Linked DNA regions of Mus musculus: regions 1, 2, 3 and 5 are each linked to region 4. A link is a contact called in public ChIA-PET, Hi-C and promoter capture Hi-C data. All regions are on one chromosome and are shown on one strand. The core of a region is the stretch at or near the end of the contact, and the rest is flanking DNA. Distances in the headings are between cores, read along the strand shown. Region 1 overlaps Hectd1 (HECT domain E3 ubiquitin protein ligase 1). Region 2 has its middle 14 kb from the start of Gm34894. Region 3 overlaps Gm34894 (a long non-coding RNA gene). Region 4 holds the start of Dtd2 (D-tyrosyl-tRNA deacylase 2). Region 5 overlaps Hectd1 (HECT domain E3 ubiquitin protein ligase 1).

Region 1 (2,700 bases), core at 39-2,538, 220 kb before region 4:
TTAGGTGTGAGAAAGACCTGTTTGTGGAGTGTAAGCTTCCTGGCTCTTACTCACTACTCAACATAAAAGTTACAAGGTAAGGAGCAGGGCAAGAAGAGGATACAATGCAAACTGAAAGTCATTATTCACCTTAAAACCAAGAGATTGAGATGAAACATACAAACCTAGAAACCCAAGCACTTGGGAGGATGAGATAAGAAGATCATGAGTTCAAGACCATTATGAGCCATGCAGGTCAGTCAGACACAGTGGTGACTGCCAGTAATCTCTGCATGTGGGAGCCCTGGGTCAGAGGACTTCCTAAAGTTTGCAGATAGCCTGGCTAGCCAGTGCTACAAAGCAAAAACTTGCCTCAAAAAAATAAAAAGCGGGGCCTGGAGAGATGGCTCAGTGGTTAAGAGCTCTTCCAGAGGTCCTGAGTTCAAATCCCAGCAACCACATGGTGTCTCACAACCATCTGTAATGGGGATCCAACGCACTCTTCTGGTGTGTCTGAAGACATCGACAGTGTCTTCATATATATGAAATAAATAAATCTTAAAAAAAAAAAAAGGTACAAAAAAGCAAAATGTGAGGTGACCATGAATCCTAAGTCAAAAAAGACCATCAATCTTCAACGACTGAGTTCACAGATACTAACTAGTAAGATGACCAGGGACAACATGCAAGAAACATAAAAGCAGATGAACGAAGTAAGAAAACCAACCTTGACTGTAGAAAAGAAAGCCAGTAAAAGAAGAGAAATTCAGCAAGAAAATTGCAGTTAAAATAAAATAAAATAAAAAGCGGGGCTGGAGCGACTCAGCGGTCATAGCACCCACTGCTCTTGCCGCAGCTCCAGGTGCAGCTCCCAGTGCCCACATGGTGGTTCACAGAAACAGCTATCTGTATCGGCTATCTGTATCTAGGGCTTCTGAGTGACGATGCCTTCTGACCGCTGTGGGCACCAAACACACGTGCAGTGCAGACATATACATGTAGGCAAAACACACAAACACAGCTTTTAAAAAATCTGAAAACAAAAGAGCTTGACATACTTGTCTATTCGTATGGAGTTCCCAAGATGACTCCAGCTGAGTTGCTATATTTCTGAGTGTCACTACCACCCCACGAGGCATGCTTTCAACAGCTTTAAAGTGGTCGTCATACAAGTCTCGAGCCATAGTTCGTACCTATCAAAGTAAGCAGAGTAATTATAAATGTCATGACGATTAACAGCTTATCCACTCCTGAGCTCATCTTCCCCTCCCCCCTCCTCCCAGGCACTTGCTCAGACTGTCAGGAAATGAGACTGTGAGGCTGTGGGGACATAGTCAGAAGCCTGCCTAACACGAAGACTGCCAAGGCGAAACCTCTCCTCCACACGACATAACAAAAAAAGGACCATTTTGTCCCATATCAGCTTCCACACCATTGTTATTCTCACTTACACATTCTAAGTGCTAGAAAGACACTCTAGTAGATTTTAAATGTTTACTAAAATAACTCTTTAGAATGTCCTAGAGTGTCCTTTCTTTTAAAAAAATAAAAGGAGCTTATTCACAGTTAACTAATTAGAAATACAAATGAACACCAACTCTCCCCTAAAAAGGCTGTCCTGGAACTCTTACGTCGAGGAGGCTGGCTTTAAACTCAGAACTCTTCCCTTTTCTACCTCCCAAGTACTGGGATTAAAGGTGTATGACAGAACTTCCAGTGAGTAAGATATTTCTGTCTGAAATATTTCAATATATTCTGAGTTGAATGTAATATCTAACCTTATGCTTTTTCAAAAGAAGCACACAGAGGCTAAATAATAATAATAATGATGATAATCACATAGCTACAGAGGATAAGGACTAAATCTGGGTCCTTTACTCACTGAACCATCTTAATGGCTCTAGATTGATCTTTAAAAACTGAGATGAATTCTTAGAAGAACTCTACAATCAGGACACATCACAGGATAACTCAGAATATTTACAACAGAAATACAATGAGTATCTTATGATACAGATGGCCTAGGCTGGCCTCAAACTTTCGCTATAGCTGGCCTAGAACTCACAATCAACCTGCCTCAACTCAAAGGTACAGTCATCATGCCTTACCACTACTACTTTTATTTTTAAAAAATACGGGGTTTTTGGGTTTTTTTTTTTGCCCCAACTAAAACTCACTATTTTACCTTTTCCCTAATCTCAAGCAGCCACATACACTGTAGTTTTTAAAGTATTTCCTGGGATAGACAGCTTTTAACCTTAGCACACAGGAAAGCAGAGGCAGGAAGACCTCGGAGAGTTGAGTCCAGTCTAATAGTGTGTTCCAAGCCACCTACATAGTGAAACCCTATGTCTAAAGAAGCAAAAACTATTTTGTATAACCATTATAGATAAGATACACCTATTTGTGACTAAAAAATGTTCACTCTGATATTTTAATTTCCCTTTCCAATATGCCAAATTTAAGGGCAACTGGTAAAATAACAGCAGCCTTATACTGGCCTATTTTACTTACTTGGGTTTTTTTTTTTTGGTCCTGAGGGGGGTAAATCCAAGCACTCTTCAACTATCCCCATTCCTCTTTTTACTTCTTGAGATAGGATCTCACTAAGTTACACAGGCTAGCCTTGAACTCATTCTGTAGCCCAGGCAAGCTTGACTTTGTTACAATCTTCCTGTTTCAGCCTCCTGAGTGGCTAGGTTATAAGCCCATGCCACCAGC
Region 2 (2,700 bases), core at 12-2,511, 140 kb before region 4:
AGCCAAGAGACCAGTCAGTTGGAGATGGAGCATCAGAGCTTACAAGATCACTTGCAAGGAGTCTGGCAGCCACAGCATTCATCACAAACATATTAGTCAATTGTTTTCTGAGCTTCTTTTATATTGGGAAACCAGAGGGCACTTTTTGTCCGAGTATTTCATTCTCTACTGATCTCTTCCTGTGAGACATTAAGAATGCTCTCCTGCCCTGGGTGAGTCAGAGGTCAGGAGGCAGGACATCTTGCACGTTTTTTGCATACACCCACCAAACATCCTGTGACTCAGTCCACCTCTTAATGGCTTGTATAGTGCACTTTGAGAAGCATCTAAGGTTTAGCCTCATAAAAATCAGAAACAGAAACTCTCTGCTTGTCTGACACCCAATATACAAACTTCCCAGAGCAAGATTAGCTGCGATTGAGAAGATCCCCGGAACACACGAACCCCCTAGTGCTAAAATTAGGAGCCTTGGGAACCTGAAATGATTGGTCAGCTTTCAGCTCTTCTGCAGAGAAGAAACCAAAAGCCAGGAGGCTTGCTTGCCCAAGCTACCACAATTTGTCATCGACAGACCTAGGCCAGATCCCAGGGTGGTAGGGTTCGTGTTCTTTGTAATGCCGGAATGTTCTTTTATTCCTGTGGGGACAGTACAGAACAGGTGTCCATGGCTCTGTCCTGCCTGTTTTCTAAATACAGGGACTTGTTTGTCACAGATACGCTCCTTCCTAATTAGCAGTATGTCCCACCCAGATAGCCATTAATCAATAGTGAGATCAAGTCTCTGTTTCTGGAGTCTGAACAACATAGTGTGAACAGGGAGCAGGGAGCTCCGTGAGCAGTGTCAGCAGTGGGTAAGCAAACCGGATTGTGCAAGGACTGAGAGGCCGCCCTGCAGAGAACACAGAGAAATACCGCACAGGGTGTAAACACCAGAGGCAAGGAAGTATTATTTCCCTGTCCTCAGAGGAAAACCATGGTCAACAGAAAAGCATTATAGTCCTCCTGACAGGAGAAGAAAGGTAACCATGGAGACACCCCATGTGGTAATGACCATGTAATGGAAAATGGTGTCACCTGACATTCATGTGTATGTGTGTTCTGAGGTCTGCTAAGGAACTCAGCAGTACTGTCTATCTAGATCTGAGGGCTGCTGTTTTCCTTGCTCTGTGTTCCTTGGACACAGAGTTTTCCTAAGGTAGCACAGATTCCTAGGGATGGTAAGCCTGTTAGGTGCAGCTCTTTACTATCCTTAATTGAGTGCCACCGTGTCTCTCTGATGCTGTGTGTGTGTGTGTGTGTGTGTGTGTGTTCTGTCTGCTTGCCTGGAGGGGCCCTGGTTGCCGTGTGCACGAGGGAACATCAGAAATGTGATCTGCTGAGGATTAAAGCTGGAGGACGTCTATTGGCAACTGGGGGTCAGGAACAAACTTTTTATAGTGCTTTGGCAGTTGCTCTCTTATATTTGGGAGGAAGCCCAAGGAAGTGACACATCTAAAGGGGGTGGCGTAAACACAGTGGGAGTGACTAAGATGTTGTGACACTTGTTTTGGGTGTTACTCCTCAAGGGGAACTTGGGTACCTCCGTTTCCATCCCACACCGCCTTTTCCTGCTGCTGACCTGAAACAGGTTACCCGTTCTGACTAATCTCTGAAAATGCAGGTAGACAGTGACTGAAGTGACCTACTTTGTACATGCCTGGGATGATGTCAATCAGCCAGCTTAGAAGGCAGCATTTCTGCTTTGGGTTGATGCCCGGGCTGGGCACTGACTTCAGGACATTACTTAAAAGAATGGAGTTGTGGAGTTGTACTCCCGGTGCTACGGGATGGAAGCAGAAGATCCAAAGTCCTCCTCAGAAAACTTGAGGCTAGCGTGGGATACACGAGATTTTGCCTCAAAAAGCAAACAGCAGCATAAAAAAAAAATAAAAAAAAAAAAATAAGTGAGATTGGGACTACCTATCAATCACAAGTAAATGGGGTCTGGGGTGTAGCTCAGAGGCAGTACACTCGCTTAGCATGCCCCATCTGTCGAGAAAGACATATGGGAAACAAACAGAGAGAGAAAGGGCAGCAGAACGGAACCTGTGTGCTGAGCTAGCACACTCCTATAATTCCAGTTACTCCAGAGTCACAGGGAAGGATGAGTCTAAATTCAAGGCCAGCCTGAGCAACTTAAGGAGACTCTTTCTCAAAAAGAAAAGGGCTGAGATATAGCTCAGTGGCGGAGCATTTGCCAGCATGTGCGTGCCACCACCTTACCTCCTTAGTGCTGATGAAAAAGAAAGAAAAACGTTGTGAAGAGGATGTGCTTTTTCATATGCCACAGGCCTGCTTCCCCTACTGCCAGCCTCACGCTATTATTGTGCCCTCACCACCTCTGGACCAGTGCTCACACTTTGTCAGATCCTTCAGTTGTCAGTCACTGTCCCGATTCTGCCCCTATTCCACTGAGCGTGCCATATCACGTCTAGCCATTGTGTCTCCTCTGGCATCTCCTGGATGCAGCACATCTCCAGGTTACTGACTGTTCTTGCTTCTGATGATCTTGGCAGGGTCTTGGTCAGGGGTTTCACTTGTATTACTTATTTATCTATCTGGCACTGAAGGTTGAGCGGGGCAAGGGCTCAACCACTGTTGTAGTTTCATTCTGTTGCTGTGATGAAACACCATGATGAGGGGAGGAAAGGGCTGATTTCA
Region 3 (2,700 bases), core at 183-2,682, 160 kb before region 4:
CTTCAGTCCCCATCTGCAAAGCAAAACCAAACAAATGTTCCTATGATCCTATCTTATCAGTAGACGGCTAGCCTTCTCTTCCTCTCTGCTAGCCACTCAAAAACATCTTTTTTACCACTAGGGAGGAAGGGAATCAAATATTGCTCTTTCACACTTAGGAGCTGCTTTCTATGGGAAGCTTGCTCTCCTAAGCCAAAGCAAGCTGCCCTTTCATTAGTGGTCTGACATCTTATTAGCAAACAAAATTGCTTAAGGCTTTGTCTTAGTGTCATTGTTCCATCTGGACTCAAGACGCAGCAAACCTAGCTTCAACCAACAGAAGGAACTCGATGTACTTAGATGTACTCGATAGTCACAGGCTTCAAGATCTGAGTAAGACATGTTTATTCTTGAAAGAATCCACTGAAATCCCTCCTTCTCGACTATTAGTTTTCCTCCTATAACCTGTGTGAAGTCGTGGGGGGATTTTTCTCGCCCCCACCCTGCAGTTTTCAGTGTCAGAAAACAAAGCACAGAATCTTCTCATAGTGGTGTCTTCAATAAGCCTAACATGCAACATCAATTAAATTACAGATTATTTTAGTACTAAGACAGTTCCGTTTCCTCTTTGGCCTGTTTTACGGAGGAAAAAGTACCTGCTCCAATCAGAGATTGATTTCTGATGGGTAAACAGAAACACGTTAGGGGGACTAGTTTTAGTTCTTAAATTCCAGTTCACAAAATGAGCCCCACCCCCACCCCCCGCAGGGCCAATGCTTCAGCTCGGCTCTTCCTTTTCTTCCTAAACAGAGTCGAGAGCTTGCTTGTAGCCTCCTTTTTCTTTGGAATACTCCCCTTCCTTGTCCACCTCCTCCCAGCCTGGCGCAGCGCTCGGAAGGCAGGACTTTGGGAAAGTCGCGCCTTTCTAAAGGAGTGGGTGCTGTTTACAGGCTCCGGCTGCTGGCCCCGAAGGTGACTGGAGTCAAATGTAAACCTGGCGTTTATCTCTCGCAGTCAAACATGTTGTGCAACCGGGAGCAGTGGGCACTGTGTGAAAGGTTGTTCCGGCAGCAGCCCCAGGTTCAGGATTACTCAGCTCTTCACCCTGAGCTATGTGGGACCAAGATACTGGAGGTCACCTGTGATGGAAAGACCAACGGGCCAATGAGAGGAACCAGGAGGCGGGGAAACAGTTCTTGGCAAACATTGCGGCACAGGGCAGGACATCTGAAGGAAAGTTGTTTTGTGACCTTTATTGTTTCCCATGAAAACTTTCTCAGGCATGAAACCTTAGAAGTCAGAGCAGTTTCTGGCAATACTGGTTTATTGGGGGGCCAAAACATGCTTTTTTGTAAAAGCCATTTTTCTTCTTTTTCTTGAGTCAAGATCCATCATCCCATGCAGCCCAGGGTACCTGAGAGCTGAGAATGACCTTGAACTCTTGGTCTTGCGGCCACCCCCCATTGACAGGCATGTTCTGCCAGACCCAGCTAACAGTCTGTTTTCCTTTGGTAGTAAAATGTTTAACTATTAAAAAGAACATCATCAGGCCAGTCACCCATGCTTTGTATCCTGTGAGGCTGAGACAGGAGGCCTGAGAGTTTGAAACCTGAATTTGTATTTCTTTTTTCTTTCTTTCTTTTTTTTGGAGGGGGGTGTGGGCTTTTGAGACAGGGTTTCTCTGTGTAGCCCTGGCTGTCCTGGAACTCACTCTGTAGACCAGGCTGGCCTCGAACTCAGAAATCTGCCTGCCACTGCCTCCCAAGTGCTGGGATTAAAGACATGCGCCATCACTGCCTGGCTTGAATTTGTATTTCCAAAAACCAAATACAAATACCTAAACAAAACAACAGAAGAAAAATATAAGGAGAGATGTTTAAAATCCATTTTGCTAAGAACCAGCTCTATTATGGCTGAGGTCATCATATGCTTATTAGTTTTTGTCACTTTTGTTTTGGTAACTTAAAAGCCTTTTCTCCCTTACCATATTTTAAGCACTTAAATAATATTCTATTCATCATATTTTATAACAGGACTTTCTATAGACCTGCCAGCTATATAAATAATGTCAGAGGTTTGTTAATATTTTAAAGCTCAGGCCTTAGCTGGCAGTCTTGCAAGGACTCTATCCTGATTAATTCTGGCCTGCATCCTGCCCCATGGCCAGTTCTACCTTTCCGCCAGGGCTCTCAGTCCACCTCCGCACGTGCTGCTGAATCTCCTGTGTCCCAACTCTTCTCCCAGCGTCCCTATCTCCTACCTTCCACTTCCTGCTCAGCTATGGGCCTTCATTAAAGCCGATGAGATACAATTCTAGACTGCCTTAGGCAGGTGAGGGAGAACAAATATTTACAAAATATGAGACCAGTGATGGGCCAAGGAAATAACAATACCAGATCCTGCTAATGTTTAGCTCTCTGCAAGCACAGCATTAACACTTGAATATACAGAGAGACACACCTTCACATGATGAATCGCAACAATGTTTCACTTTAATAATTCACCCAAATAGATTGCTTTCATTCTGTTTCTATACATAACACCCAAATGAACATAGTTGAAATAAAGCTTCCTATAAGAAAAGTTGTAAGTTCAGTGCCTTATAACACATATAAAACCTATGTAAAGCTGGGGTGTGTGTGTGATGGCAAATGCCTTTAATCCTAGTGTTTGGCAGGTGGATCTCTGAGTTCAAGGCCAGCCTCGTCTACAGAGTGAGTT
Region 4 (2,700 bases), core at 185-2,684:
GAATTCTAAATAAATTATGAGAAACAAAATAATCCTTGCCAAGTCTTAAGCACCATGCTTATTTACAGTCAAAAGGGGTGAAGATTACAAACCATGCCTGCATTTATTTCTACTGAGCCAGCAGTTTTCAGACAGCCTCCCCCAAATTCTGCCAGGCCCACAGAAAGTTACAGGCTGATTTATTCAACATCAAATGATCCTCCTTTTCCCACATGGGGCTGTTGAATAAGCAACAGTGTTAGTAGTGTCCTCTGATGTTACTTTGTATTTTCCCCTAAGTCATTTAAACAGAGTGGTATTTCTACATGGGGTCTTGTCTTATTTTTACAAATTCCAGGAACTGTTCAGTTGCTTTTTCTGTTACCGTGGTCAATGCCTGAAGAAAACCCAATGATTGGGCTTTGAAAATTACATTTATGATAAGTTCTGTAGGAAAAGGTTGGTTGTTATCAGGAATATACACCTTCTCATTTTACATAATGACTTGAATATTTGTTTACTAGTTCCTGTAAGACAGTCTACAAGAAAATAAACAAGTGATAAATGACTTCGTTGCTACCACTGAGGGAATCGATTGTATGTTAATTTCCTTGGCTCACTTGATTCAGAAGCCACCACAAAGATTAAATGAATTAATAACTGCAAACTGCTTAAAACAGCGCTGAGCTCACAGTAAATACAACCCAGGTGTTTATCAAATGCTACATAAAAATAAATGGGAAGGCAGACACACAGTTATATTTCATGCTTTAACTTCCAAAGCTTTATACATGTTTGAGACTCAATTTAACTGTTAGCGACATTACGTTCAGCTATATCTTTCTGGTTCTAATGGTTTTCTGTGTAAATATAGCTAGCTCTGCACTCATACTTGAATTACCTGGGAAAAGATTTTTGTTTAACTATGTGCACTTGTGTGTCTGTGTACAACGGCAGGTGTCTGTCCCGCCTAGAGGAGGCCATCAGATCCGACCGAGCTGGAGTTACAGGTGGTGGTGAGCAGCCCCGCATTGCGGGATAATGGAATCTAAGGATCTACTGGCGGTGAGATTCCCTGAAAATTCTGAGAAGCGAGATGGCTCACGCTGTTACCTCAACACTTAATATACTAAGGCAGAAAGATCATCCGCAGGCTGAGAGCTGCAGAGCGAACCAGTGGGGCACAGGCCACCACCAGACGCCAAGTCCAAAGAGACAGCTAGGCAGCCCACTAAAGTGGGCAGACGGAAAGGGACAAGCTCTTCATCTCACGAAAGATGACAGGAAGACCGGCACGGTTCCGCGGATAGGGCCGGGCGTTACCTCCACCCACTGCGCCGCGGCGTCTCCATCGGCCGGGCGCACTTGCAGGCGAGCGTGCAGGCACTGCTGCAGGAGCGCACGAGCCTGGGCCACACGACCACCGTCCGCCATGGCGCGGGTCCGCACTGCGCATGCTCGGGTAGGCGCCTCCCACTGCTCGTGGCCCCACCTAAGTGGGCGGGGCCTCCGCCTGGCTCTCCGGAGTCCCGGATGTGGAATTGACCAGCTTTGGAGCTTTGAAGCTTCAGTCTCTTGGAGGGTTTTTGTTTAGAGATCTCTGTCTCTCCTTCTCTCCCTCCTTCTTTAACCTAATCTCATCCTCGAATGCCTCGTTTTTAGTTTTGTTTTTGGAGGTAGGGTCTCATAGAGTCGGGGTTGGTCGCAATAACCACATAGCTGAGGCTGACCTTGAACTGAACTCCTTCTCCCAATTGCAGGAATTACATGTGTGCCCGCCCACAGCCCCACCCCACCCCATCCTGCTCTGCTACCTGCTTCATAGCTTTTGAAGAAATATTTTTCATTTCAGAAAGCTTAGGTTTCCAGGTATTGGAAAGAATGTAAGTCAGAGTTAAATCCATTCTATATTTATTATAAAGACATAACTAGAATGAGATCAATTGATCTCAAAGCAGGCAGAGAGGGAACTTAACCTGTGGGTGGGGGACAGATGCAACTATAGAAGGGAGCACCTAAGATGTGGGACCCCGATTTAGAGCATTTCTCCCTGGAAGGTAAAGCCCCTGGGACGTTCCCCAAGCTTGTTTTCCCTGATCTCTAAAAATACAGCCAGAAAGAAGCTCTTTGTTCACTATAGCCAGCAAAAAGCCTTTTTGTTTCTATACTTTACAACCAGAGATGCCTGCCTTCCTGTGCCGAGGACACGGGAGATAAAAATTCAGAAAGAACTCACTCCTCACTCCTGCCTTGTAAATTTCACCAAGGACACCTGGAAGAGAAGAACTCTCCTCCCAACTCCTTCCAACTCCTCCCAACTCTTCTCAACTCCTCCCAACTCTTCTCAACTCCTCCCAACTCTCCTCCCAACTCCTCCCAATTCCTCAGCTAGCTGTTAAAAGCCCCCTACTGTCACTGCTCAGGGTCAAACTCCCCTGCCCTGCATGGCAGAGGGACTTTGTCCTCAGCTAACTGATAATAAAACCTCTTGCAGTTTGCATCAGGTGTGGTTTTCTCTCGGGTCACTGGGGTGCTGGCCAGCTCATCCCGGGACTTGAGTGGCGGCCCAGCTTCGGTGTCTTACAAAGACTATTGGGAAACACAGAGATTTACATTTTATTTATAACAGTAGCAAAATTACAGTGATAAAGTAGCAATGAAAATCATTTTATAGCTGGGCAGTGGTGGCACACACCTTTGATCCCAGCACTCCAGAGGCAG
Region 5 (2,700 bases), core at 157-2,656, 240 kb before region 4:
AACTTTACACTGCGTTAGGTTTATGCTCATGAAAGCTTTAGAGAGACTTATGTTACTCTCATCCTTCTAACTAGCAGTCTTCCATGGTCCGTCAGTGTCAGGCACAGAGAAGAGGGATTCCATCACCTAACACAGCCAACAGCCTCAACATTTTACTCCCTTTCACATGGCAAACTCACAGCCCTATTTAGATCACCGCAGTCCAGAACTAAAGTGAAAAGCTGGAGAGACGGCTCAACAGTTGAGAGCACTTGTTCTTGCCAAGGTCATGAGTTCAGTCCCCAGCAGTCATGCTGAGCAGGTCACAGTCACCTGTAACTCTAGTTTCTAGGGACCTGACGTCCTGTTCTGGATTCCAATACCCATATTCAGATGTGCATACATAAGCTCTTCTTTGAAAGTATCAAAAATATTTTTTTAAAAGAACAGAGGGCAGAAGATACAGTTCAAGGACAGAGGGTTCTCCTAACCTGTGAGTCCTGGGTTTGATTTCTAGTATTGCCAAAGGGGAGACAATAAACATGATCAAGGCTATGTGGTAAAAAAATAAAAAATATTTCAACTCATCTTGACAGGAAGACAACTGTTTTGGAAGTAATTACTTTAAAGAACAAACCTAAGGCGATCCACAGCAATACTAGGTTGTATATTTATGTTTATGAGAAAGAAAAAGTTGTAACTGTTAGACAAAGCGTATAACTTATCATGATCACCCTATAGTGGAATATTTGGCAGTAATTCCAAATGTTGTAGAAACACATCAAACAATGGGATATATTTTCAAATACACTGAGGAAAAGAAATAGCTAAAGGACACAATTCCCTTTAGCTTAAACAAGCAAACAAACCCCATACACACAGGTATGTACCTGATCAGGTTGGAAGGTAGGTACTCTACTTGTTTTATTAATTTTTTTTCTAAAAACCTGGGTCCTCAGTAGGACCGACAACCACACTAACCCCTGAGCCATCTTCCTAGCCCCTATAATCAGATAATTTTTTAATCTTCTCTACATCATGGAGTTTTTCCATTTTATACAAAGACATTATTTTATATAAAAGGTTGAAAATATATAAGGATGGACGTGGTGTGCAGACCTTTAATCCCAGCACTCAGGAGGCAGAGACAGGTGAATTTAAAGCCAGCCAGGTTTACATAGTGAGTTCTAAACCAGCTAAGGCTACAAAGTAAGACCTTACCTCAAATTCCATTCCTCATCAAGAATTCCAGGAAAAATGCACCATGTTAATGGATCCAGTTGGATGGATGGATTGTATAGTTAATAAACTTTGATCTGTAACTTACCATATAAGGAGTATTCTGCTTCCTGGCCTGTGTCACTCTCACTAGAGGTTGATGTGAGGCTGGTGGTTAAAGTATTACTTAATGATTGACCCACTGATAAAACTGTGGTTGCCGTAGCTACATTGCTGCTGCTCGTAACACTCGATGTTGACATTGTCACTGTTGATGTAGTACCAGGTGTGGTCAAATTAGGGAAACTCTGAGCACCCATAAGTGGAGAAGCTAAAAATAAAAATGAAGCAAATCAGTTAAATACGCAGTATTGAAGGAACCTTTAAAAAAAAAAAAATCAAGATAAAATATTTTTTTAATTTCATGAAACACATTAATAATGAAAACATTGAAAAGCAACAACTTTGGGAACCGAACTGAAAACCAACTAAAACTTACTGTTTTTAAAAACACAATTACTGCCGGGCGGTGGTGGTGCACGCCTTTAATCCCAGCACTTGGGAGGCAGAGGCAGGTGGATTTCTGAGTTCGAGGCCAGCCTGGTCTACAAAGTGAGTCCCAGGACAGCCAGGGCTACACAGAGAAACCCTGTCTTGAAAACAAAAAAAAAAAAAAAAAAAATAAAAAAAGAAAAAAGGAAAAAAAAAGTCCATAATTACCTTTTAAAGCCTAGCTTTTACAAAAAATAAGCAACAGGATTAATTTTATTGTAATTTTATGGGAATCACTTGGCCCCATTAGTAACTTAAAATTAGAGTTAGCTAGCGTTTGGAAGCTATAGTGAATACAGGGGCTGAGTGAGAGGCGTGCCGTGGGAACTAGTCAGCTAATCTGTCGTGTAGTTTTGTGTAGCCGTCTCTTATAAAATGCAAGCTAGTCTCAAGTCCTGAACTACTGTAGGTTCTTCAGACCCTGACTTCATAGTTCCCAAGTGCTGCATCTGAGAGGGCAGTCTGTCTGACGTGGCTAGCCTCAGCTCCCTCACAGGAAGTACTGGACCCCAGAAGGAAAGCTCACTTACTTGCGGTGCTCATCACGTTCCTCCCCAAAGTGTTAGTGTTGTTGTCACTGCTGCTTCGGCTTAGGTTCATGTTGTTGGTGGCATTAGTCCGTGCTATGTTTGCCACTCTCCTGACAAAGCTCTCCAAGCTAGATGTCTCTCTTGAGGACAGGTTAGGTACACTCGCACTGGAGCTCATAGGGGCCCCGGCTGCCAACAGAGAGCTCACCGACAGTCTGTTACTTGCCGAAGAGCTAAGGGGTCGTTGTGAAGCTGCTTCCTTATTGGTTAATTCAGATACCGAACTAACATCAGGAGAGCTAACGCTAACAATCCCCATGGATATCGCACTAGACTCCCCAGGAGCTCGAACAGAACTATCAGGGCCTAACTTCCTTTCCGCATTTTCACTTCCCGTTTCCGCTGTTAGGGTGCTGGTGCT

Evidence for each region. Promoter capture Hi-C pulls out the DNA fragments that hold promoters and counts their contacts. Hi-C and Micro-C count contacts between places; a contact is called where the count stands out from the background. ChIA-PET counts read pairs in DNA pulled down with a chosen protein or histone mark.
Region 1: a contact with region 4 is called in a Hi-C map of rod photoreceptor, with 2.7 times the contacts expected there. The contact joins the enhancer-like site here to the promoter of Dtd2 in region 4. A contact is called at or near these places in 3 of 39 promoter capture datasets (the C10 cell line, the HPC-7 cell line and pre-B cells), 1 of 15 datasets of contacts at CTCF or cohesin (pro-B cells), 15 of 484 Hi-C or Micro-C datasets (the AML12 cell line, B cells, cerebellar granule neurons and 10 more), 9 of 115 datasets of contacts at active chromatin or transcription factors (the 230-238 cell line, T-cell acute lymphoblastic leukemia, astrocytes and 5 more) and 3 of 9 other capture datasets (adipose tissue, liver and pancreatic islet).
Region 2: an RNA polymerase II ChIA-PET map of effector CD8 T cells shows a contact between it and region 4, with 43 read pairs. The contact joins the enhancer-like site here to the promoter of Dtd2 in region 4. A contact is called at or near these places in 1 of 484 Hi-C or Micro-C datasets (CD8 T cells), 4 of 115 datasets of contacts at active chromatin or transcription factors (CD8 T cells, effector CD8 T cells, embryonic stem cells and 1 more) and 1 of 9 other capture datasets (adipose tissue).
Region 3: an RNA polymerase II ChIA-PET map of effector CD8 T cells shows a contact between it and region 4, with 38 read pairs. The contact joins the enhancer-like site here to the promoter of Dtd2 in region 4. A contact is called at or near these places in 6 of 39 promoter capture datasets (3T3-L1-derived adipocytes, the C10 cell line, the HPC-7 cell line and 3 more), 3 of 484 Hi-C or Micro-C datasets (CD4 T cells, embryonic fibroblasts and pre-pro-B cells), 4 of 115 datasets of contacts at active chromatin or transcription factors (the 230-238 cell line, CD8 T cells, the SCID.adh cell line and 1 more) and 2 of 9 other capture datasets (adipose tissue and liver).
Region 5: a promoter capture Hi-C map of the HPC-7 cell line shows a contact between it and region 4, with 2.3 times the contacts expected there. The contact joins the enhancer-like site here to the promoter of Dtd2 in region 4. A contact is called at or near these places in 4 of 39 promoter capture datasets (3T3-L1-derived adipocytes, the C10 cell line, the HPC-7 cell line and 1 more), 1 of 15 datasets of contacts at CTCF or cohesin (pro-B cells), 7 of 484 Hi-C or Micro-C datasets (the Ba/F3 cell line, the G1E-ER4 cell line, the HPC-7 cell line and 4 more), 3 of 115 datasets of contacts at active chromatin or transcription factors (the SCID.adh cell line, astrocytes and large pre-B cells) and 2 of 9 other capture datasets (adipose tissue and liver).

What each region holds. Positions count from the first base shown.
Region 1 is chr12:51,786,808-51,789,507 of GRCm38.p6, forward strand. It overlaps Hectd1 (HECT domain E3 ubiquitin protein ligase 1), which reads right to left. Exons shown (of 43, transcript NM_144788.2): 16 at 1,038-1,172. Among named protein-coding and RNA genes, the nearest start is that of Gm5785, 40 kb to the right of the region's middle. Within about 2 kb of position 1,289, at least 3 of the 459 cell types and tissues checked have an H3K27ac peak or open chromatin away from gene starts, as enhancers often do. A contact at or near this core is called in rod photoreceptor, where this site is marked.
Region 2 is chr12:51,865,005-51,867,704 of GRCm38.p6, forward strand. No RefSeq gene overlaps it. Among named protein-coding and RNA genes, the nearest start is that of Gm34894, 14 kb to the left of the region's middle. Within about 2 kb of position 1,262, at least 271 of the 459 cell types and tissues checked have an H3K27ac peak or open chromatin away from gene starts, as enhancers often do. A contact at or near this core is called in CD8 T cells, adipose tissue, effector CD8 T cells and 1 more, where this site is marked.
Region 3 is chr12:51,844,044-51,846,743 of GRCm38.p6, forward strand. Gm34894 (a long non-coding RNA gene) reads right to left here. Exons shown (of 3, transcript XR_381584.4): 2 at 1-1,118. Among named protein-coding and RNA genes, the nearest start is that of Gm34894, 6.5 kb to the right of the region's middle. Within about 2 kb of position 1,433, at least 392 of the 459 cell types and tissues checked have an H3K27ac peak or open chromatin away from gene starts, as enhancers often do. A contact at or near this core is called in the 230-238 cell line, CD8 T cells, the SCID.adh cell line and 5 more, where this site is marked.
Region 4 is chr12:52,005,073-52,007,772 of GRCm38.p6, forward strand. Dtd2 (D-tyrosyl-tRNA deacylase 2) reads right to left here and starts at 1,435. Exons shown (of 3, transcript NM_029545.3): 1 at 1,303-1,435. The coding sequence starts at 1,413.
Region 5 is chr12:51,766,250-51,768,949 of GRCm38.p6, forward strand. Hectd1 (HECT domain E3 ubiquitin protein ligase 1) reads right to left here. Exons shown (of 43, transcript NM_144788.2): 25 at 2,280-2,700; 26 at 1,307-1,528. Among named protein-coding and RNA genes, the nearest start is that of Gm5785, 61 kb to the right of the region's middle. Within about 2 kb of position 1,407, at least 31 of the 459 cell types and tissues checked have an H3K27ac peak or open chromatin away from gene starts, as enhancers often do.